Linked DNA regions of Rattus norvegicus: region 2 is linked to region 1. The links are chromatin contacts, called in public Hi-C maps. All regions are on one chromosome and are shown on one strand. Each heading gives the region's core, a stretch centred on a gene start, on an enhancer-like site or on the middle of the called end of the contact. The rest is flanking DNA. Distances are from core to core; before and after follow the strand shown. Region 1 holds the start of Insig1 (insulin induced gene 1). Region 2 holds the start of Paxip1 (PAX interacting protein 1).

Evidence for each region. Hi-C and Micro-C count contacts between places; a contact is called where the count stands out from the background.
Region 2: a contact with region 1 is called in a Hi-C map of prefrontal cortex, with 2.2 times the contacts expected there. The contact joins the promoter of Paxip1 here to the promoter of Insig1 in region 1. A contact is called at or near these places in 2 of 12 Hi-C or Micro-C datasets (frontal cortex and prefrontal cortex) and 1 of 1 datasets of contacts at active chromatin or transcription factors (oligodendrocytes).

Annotation. Positions count from the first base shown.
Region 1 is chr4:8,056,170-8,059,184 of GRCr8, reverse strand. It overlaps Insig1 (insulin induced gene 1), which reads left to right and starts at 1,416. Exons shown (of 5, transcript NM_022392.2): 1 at 1,416-1,821. The coding sequence starts at 1,464. LOC102546740 (a long non-coding RNA gene) reads right to left here and starts at 1,495. Exons shown (of 4, transcript XR_010066047.1): 1 at 1,361-1,495.
Region 2 is chr4:8,257,566-8,260,440 of GRCr8, reverse strand. Paxip1 (PAX interacting protein 1) reads right to left here and starts at 1,475. Exons shown (of 21, transcript NM_001107844.2): 1 at 1,281-1,475. The coding sequence starts at 1,361.

The DNA.
Region 1 (3,015 bases), core at 167-2,666:
GAATACATAAAGTATTATTAGAACCTCTAAGCCTGCCAGCAAGAACTATAACAGGGGGAAAAAACGTGGGAGGGTCTGTAAAGACAAGCAAAACGGCTTTTGAAAAATGGACCGGATTACATCTCAGTACTCACAAACAAGATGCATGGCGTTGGGGCGTGGGTGTAGGGTCGGAGCTACAGCCTGTCCCATCATGCCAGCTTCCTACAAGTGACTGGCATGTCTGTTCCTTAGGGCCAAGTTTCCTGTGAGTGATGTGTCTGTTCCTTAGGGGCAAAGTTGCGTGTATTTACACAGGTGTCGCTTTCTCAACATCTGGCTAGAGTACTTGCAGCTGATGAGGGGTGGTAGCGACAGCACCTGCTACACCCCACACCCGACTCACGGGCCTCTAACAACTTCCTGTCAGCTGGAACTGGGCAGCCCCTCCTGCTTCTTAGTGTCAAAAAGGCTCCTGTGTCGCTGGAATACAGCATACAGTACTGATGCCCACCACCCGTGTGTGTGTGTGTGTGTGTGTGTGTGTGTGTGTGTGTGTGTCCATGCAACTTCACATGCCTGAACTGGCCAGAGTGTGGAAAATGGCCAAGACCCAAATCACAACATTTCCTTGAAGCCAAAACTGCAAGCCCTTCCAAACAATGCATAGAACCACCAACATGGCTAAGAGAGGAGTGGACAGATTGTGAGGGAAAGACAGCCGGGTCCCCACAACCGTGTCACGCTGGGAAAGTGACAGCCCCCATGAACTCTGAGTACAGCCTGCTTAGGAGGGTGACTTTATTTTACACTTTTGGCACAGAGCCACACTCCTTACCTAAGGTCACACACACGGTGCCTTTTCAGGCCTGTGGCTTTAGCCCATAAGGTCTTGGCTAGGGGGAGCCCTGGACTGAACTGTGAACTTGCAGACCACCTGCCACTAGCCACCAGTCCAAGGGATCCCACGTCTTTTGAGCACTCAGGAGGGTTTACGCTCTCAGTGTGCGCCAGGACCATGAAGGAAAGGATCTGCGCGGACCGCTTTATCTCAGAAACCGAGGTCCGGCAGCGCATTGCAGGGCAGGGCTGGGTAGGGCAGCGTCGTACCATCTGACTCGCGAGCCACCCGTCCTGGTGCCCGCCCCGGTGCCTCCCCGTATAGCGCGCGCTTCAGCGCGTGCCGGGCACAGCCCCACCCCCCGGTGGCGTGTGCATACGTCATATGGGCCGCCCTCCTCCCATTGGCTCCCGCGGCCTCACCAGACCACGAGCGGACTGGCGCGCGGACAAGGCGGGGCCGTTGGAAGATACGCCCTCAGCAGGGCGCGCGGGAGGCGGATAGGCTGGGTGAGATCACGTGGCACCGGCGACAACCCACCTTATAAGCGGAACCCGCGCGGGGCCGCGGCCGCTCCTGGGCCGTCCGGGCGCGCTACGCGTGCTTTGGTGGCGTGCACCTCTCACGGTGTGCCTAGCCGCCGATGCCCAGGCTGCACGATCACGTCTGGAGCTACCCAAGCGCGGGCGCTGCGAGGCCGTACAGCCTCCCGCGAGGCATGATTGCGGCGGCCCTCTGTCCGCAGGGCCCCGGAGCCCCCGAGCCCGAGCCCGCGCCCCGGGGCCAGCGAGAGGGAACCGCAGGCTTCAGCGCACGACCCGGCAGCTGGCACCACGACCTGGTGCAGCGGAGCCTCGTGCTCTTCTCATTTGGCGTGGTCCTGGCTCTGGTGCTCAACCTGCTGCAGATCCAGCGGAATGTCACGCTCTTCCCGGACGAGGTGATAGCCACCATCTTCTCCTCCGCCTGGTGGGTGCCCCCGTGCTGTGGCACGGCAGCCGGTGAGTGTCCTTCCTTGTTCTTGGAGAGGGGGCAGTGAAGGGACACGTCAGCTGTTAAGTCACCCTCGGTACAAAAAAGGGAGGACGGAGAAGGTAGGGAACCCCAGACGCTGGCGAGCGACAGGCGGAAGTTGGAGGGACTAGTGATGGAGATGAGGTCAGGAGATAATTGGCAGTTTAAGTGGAGGAGTCGCAGATGTCTTGCTGAGCCAGAAGCCAGGATTGGCCGTCTGGAGAACTGGTGAGGGCAGCACCACGCGGCCATTGGCTGCCTGAGCAAACGTGCTACCTCGCTGGATAACTGAAAACAAACCATCACGTGCGCTCAAGAGGCAGTTGCCAGGGGACAGACTTCTCCGGCCTGCCTTCTGCAGATAGTGCTTTGTGGCTGGCAGCCAAAAACCCTTTGGAACTCTGTGGCCCAGTAGACTTGGGACAGGAGGAAGAGAGGAGCCTTTGGGCCTAAAGACACCTATGGTGTCACTTCTCAGGCCTAATGAAACTTGTGACAGTGCCTCAGACATCTTTTTTCTTTCCTTAATTATTTTGCTGGTTTTGCCAAAAATGTTGAGTAATTACAGCCCAACAGATCCCTGCATACCTTACAGTGTACAGCAGTGACAAACATTTGTCACCCCCCTCAGCCCCGCTTGTTTTTGTCCTGTGGAGGTGGGCAGTATATGCTCTCTGGTGGACCTTCCTCCAGTCTGGTGAGACACACCTGTACCTGTAGCCACAGGACAGCAGGAGCGCTGCCGCTCTGCTTTGAAGCCAGCTTTTATTGACTGTCTGCCGATGCTTTATACGCTGGGCTTGGTGCTGTGCTGTAGCTGAGTCATGGGTTAAGTGTAAGGAGCAGGACACTTGCTGTTGATTCCCAAGGCTGCTGTTTTGGAATGGGGGTAGCCCCTACATGTTAGGCAAGTCATCTGCCACCAAACTATTATCCCCAGCATTTAATGGTTCTTTGGGGAATAGGTGGAGATTTGAATTCTGCTTTTCATAGGACATAAGATTTGGTTCTTTGAATTTGAAAGTTTATCTTCAACATGAAGCATCACGTTTGTGATGAAAGTTTGAAGGAATTCCAGGAGTATGTGAAACGTGAGGCTGAACTGGTAAGCTCTACCATGAGAGGGTAAATGCCTCTCATACCACACAAGGCAGAATGGTAACCTCATTCTGAGGTCTTGA
Region 2 (2,875 bases), core at 226-2,725, 200 kb before region 1:
CCTTCTTGGGTCCCAGTGCTTTCTTTTCATGACAAATTTCCAGAAACAAGTCTCACTGTGCTCAACACCTTCTATCCACATTCACGCTCCAGCTCCCTGGAGTGGCCATCAAACTGTGAAAACTCAGGTCTCACACAGCAAGGACACCCAAACCTTCCCAAACTGGACATTACTAATTCCACCTCACAGGAACCACCTTGTAACTATGCGCAGTGACCATCAGGACACATGCCAAGTATACATATGCCTTTAACGCCTAGAACACACAGTCCACACAAACAACTTCTTGTATTCAATATCCGCTTATTTAAGACTCAACACCTCCAGCACCTCCACCTGTTCTATTTGTAGGACTCAGCATTCAAGTGCACTCCTCTGCAGCACTCCGTTTACCAGGCCCGATGCCCAGTCTGTACTGGGGTGCTCACCACCTGTGAGCTTCCTCAATTTGTATTACAAAACTCAAAGAATAGGTGCCCTGGCTCTAAACCTTTCTGAAATACACACTATTTCAGAATAGAAAGCTTTACAAGGGGGATTCTTTTTAAAGCACTCAGATTTCACATATAATTGGGCAAACAGCTCAGTTCAGTGTGTACTTGGTTTCAAGTGACACTTAGTCCAGGACCCTTCTAAGAGCCCAAATCCTAAAATGAAGTACAAGAAAGGGTAAGAAGAAGAAAGGTGGTGGTGGTAATGGGGTGATCAGTACTAGAAAAAGTCTGCTATAAGCACGCGACGGAAGACCCAACGGACCTCGGTTACTAGGATACAAGTATGAGTCTCTGGAAGGCCATGCTCAGTGACTCTTGGACAATTCCTTCCTTAGGACCCGTTTAGCTTACATTATGAGACACCGAAGGCGACACAACTGCAAGCATAGTTTAGGAAAAGAAATGTTTGGGATACTGTCCTGAAGATACCACAGTCCTGAAGATATCCACTGTCCTGTGGATGGATCCAGATTCACGGTCACACGCACTTATTACTGTGACCGTGTAAGCAGGGTACCTTCCATACCTACCGTACAGTCCACCCTTAGGGAAAAATCAGGGACCGGGAGGGCAGGCCCCTAGGCAAGGGACACGCTCAGCAGGGCCCCGCAAGATGCTCGGCCGGCGAACGCGCTGGGTCGGTGCTCGCGAGACCCTTCCCGCGGCCCTGCGCGGCCCTGCGCGGCCCGGCGTGCCCCGCGGCTCCGGCCTGGGGTCCTGCAGGGCGCGCGCGCGACGAAGCGGGGAGGGGGACGGCCCGGCGGAGGGGCCCCGCGCGGGCGGTACCTGCGGGTCGATGTCTCCCACCGCGTAGTACTTGACCTCGCGGAACAGCTCCTCCGGAACTTCGGGCGCCGGCTCCGACATGATCGCGGCGGCGCGGCGGCGCCCGGCCCCGCGTCACCCGGCCCGCCGCGCCCAGCGTCGCAGCTATGCCAACTGCCCGGCCGCACAGCCCGGCCCGCAGCCGCAGCCGCACTCCGACCCGCGCCCCCGCCCGTCCGAGGCCCGGAGCGCGGGAGCCGCGCGCGCCCTGAGGCACGTACCACCGGACCGGACCGGCAGGGGAGCATGTGGGACTATTCCACCTTGAGCGCCGCACAGCGCTCCTTCCACCATCGCGTCTAGCATCAGAGCTGATTTTCTAAAACAGTTCACACAGCATCTGGCAGCCTTGCCCCCGCCGAGTTTCCGCGACCGAGAAGAGAAGTCACAGAGACACTAAATCCCCCGCACAGCCGCGGTGGACCAGCCAGAGGGCGGGGCCTGGGCGGGACTCCCGTCACCCCGCGCGGCCACCTGGCAGCGCATGCTCGAAGGGGCGGAGCCTCGGTGCGGAAGGCAACCCGCACAATCGAGCGTTCTGAATTCAGCTGTCGCTGCTACGGCTGTTGTGCTGTCCACGGTCCAGCCTAGAGTCAGGCAGACCCTGGCTAATGGTCAGTTTCCTTCATCCGCCCCTTTCACACCTACTGCGGCAGTCGGCGGGGAACTGATCTTCGGTGATGCAGCTTAAGAGCAAAGTAGGAGCCGGCGACTTGGCTTAGCAGGCAGACACCTACCACCAATCTGAGTTCGATCCCTAGAACACACGTGGTGACAAGCATAAACCGGCTCCAGCAAGTTGTTTTCTGACCTTTCCACTCACACACGTACACACTTACACACACACTCTAAATAAATGTAGAATCTTTACGTGTATTGGATTTCCCCCTACATGTATGTATCTGTACCCGGTGAGTATCTGGTGCCCACAGCGGTCAGAAGATGGCTTCAGGATCCTCTGGAACTGAAGTGACACAGCACGTGGGTGTTGGGCACCAAACTTTTGGAGATGCTGCAAGAGAACTAAGTGTTCTGAACTCCTGAGCGCTCCAAGCCTCCGTCAACATAGTTCTTAAAGGTAAACAGCAAAATTCATAAGAAATTGTCTTCACAGATAACTGTAATAAGTATGGATGTATAAAGTTACAGGAATGACAATGACAGCTGAAACTGCCGTGGTGCCCTCGCAGAATGACAAGTCCTGCACTCTTGACACTGCTCTTTAATCAGGCTTTGTGTTTTCTGTGACCTTCATGCAGATTAAGTGTTGATGTTCTTATAATCTCAAACGAACCCAGAGCAGAGCCACTTTGTTTTACAGCCATCAGAAAATAAGCACTTTGCTTAAGCTCATACTATTTGAGTAAATAGTGATTTTTCTCTCTCAAAAAGTTTGATAAATTTGAGTTCAGTTTAAAAAAAAAAAATGGCTTGGCAGTTAGGATCACTTGTTGCTCTAGCAGAGGACCCAGATTTGAACAGCGGACTCACAGCCACATGTAACTTCAGTTCCAGGAGCTCCAATATCCCTCTGGTCTCTGAGAATACTACAAGCA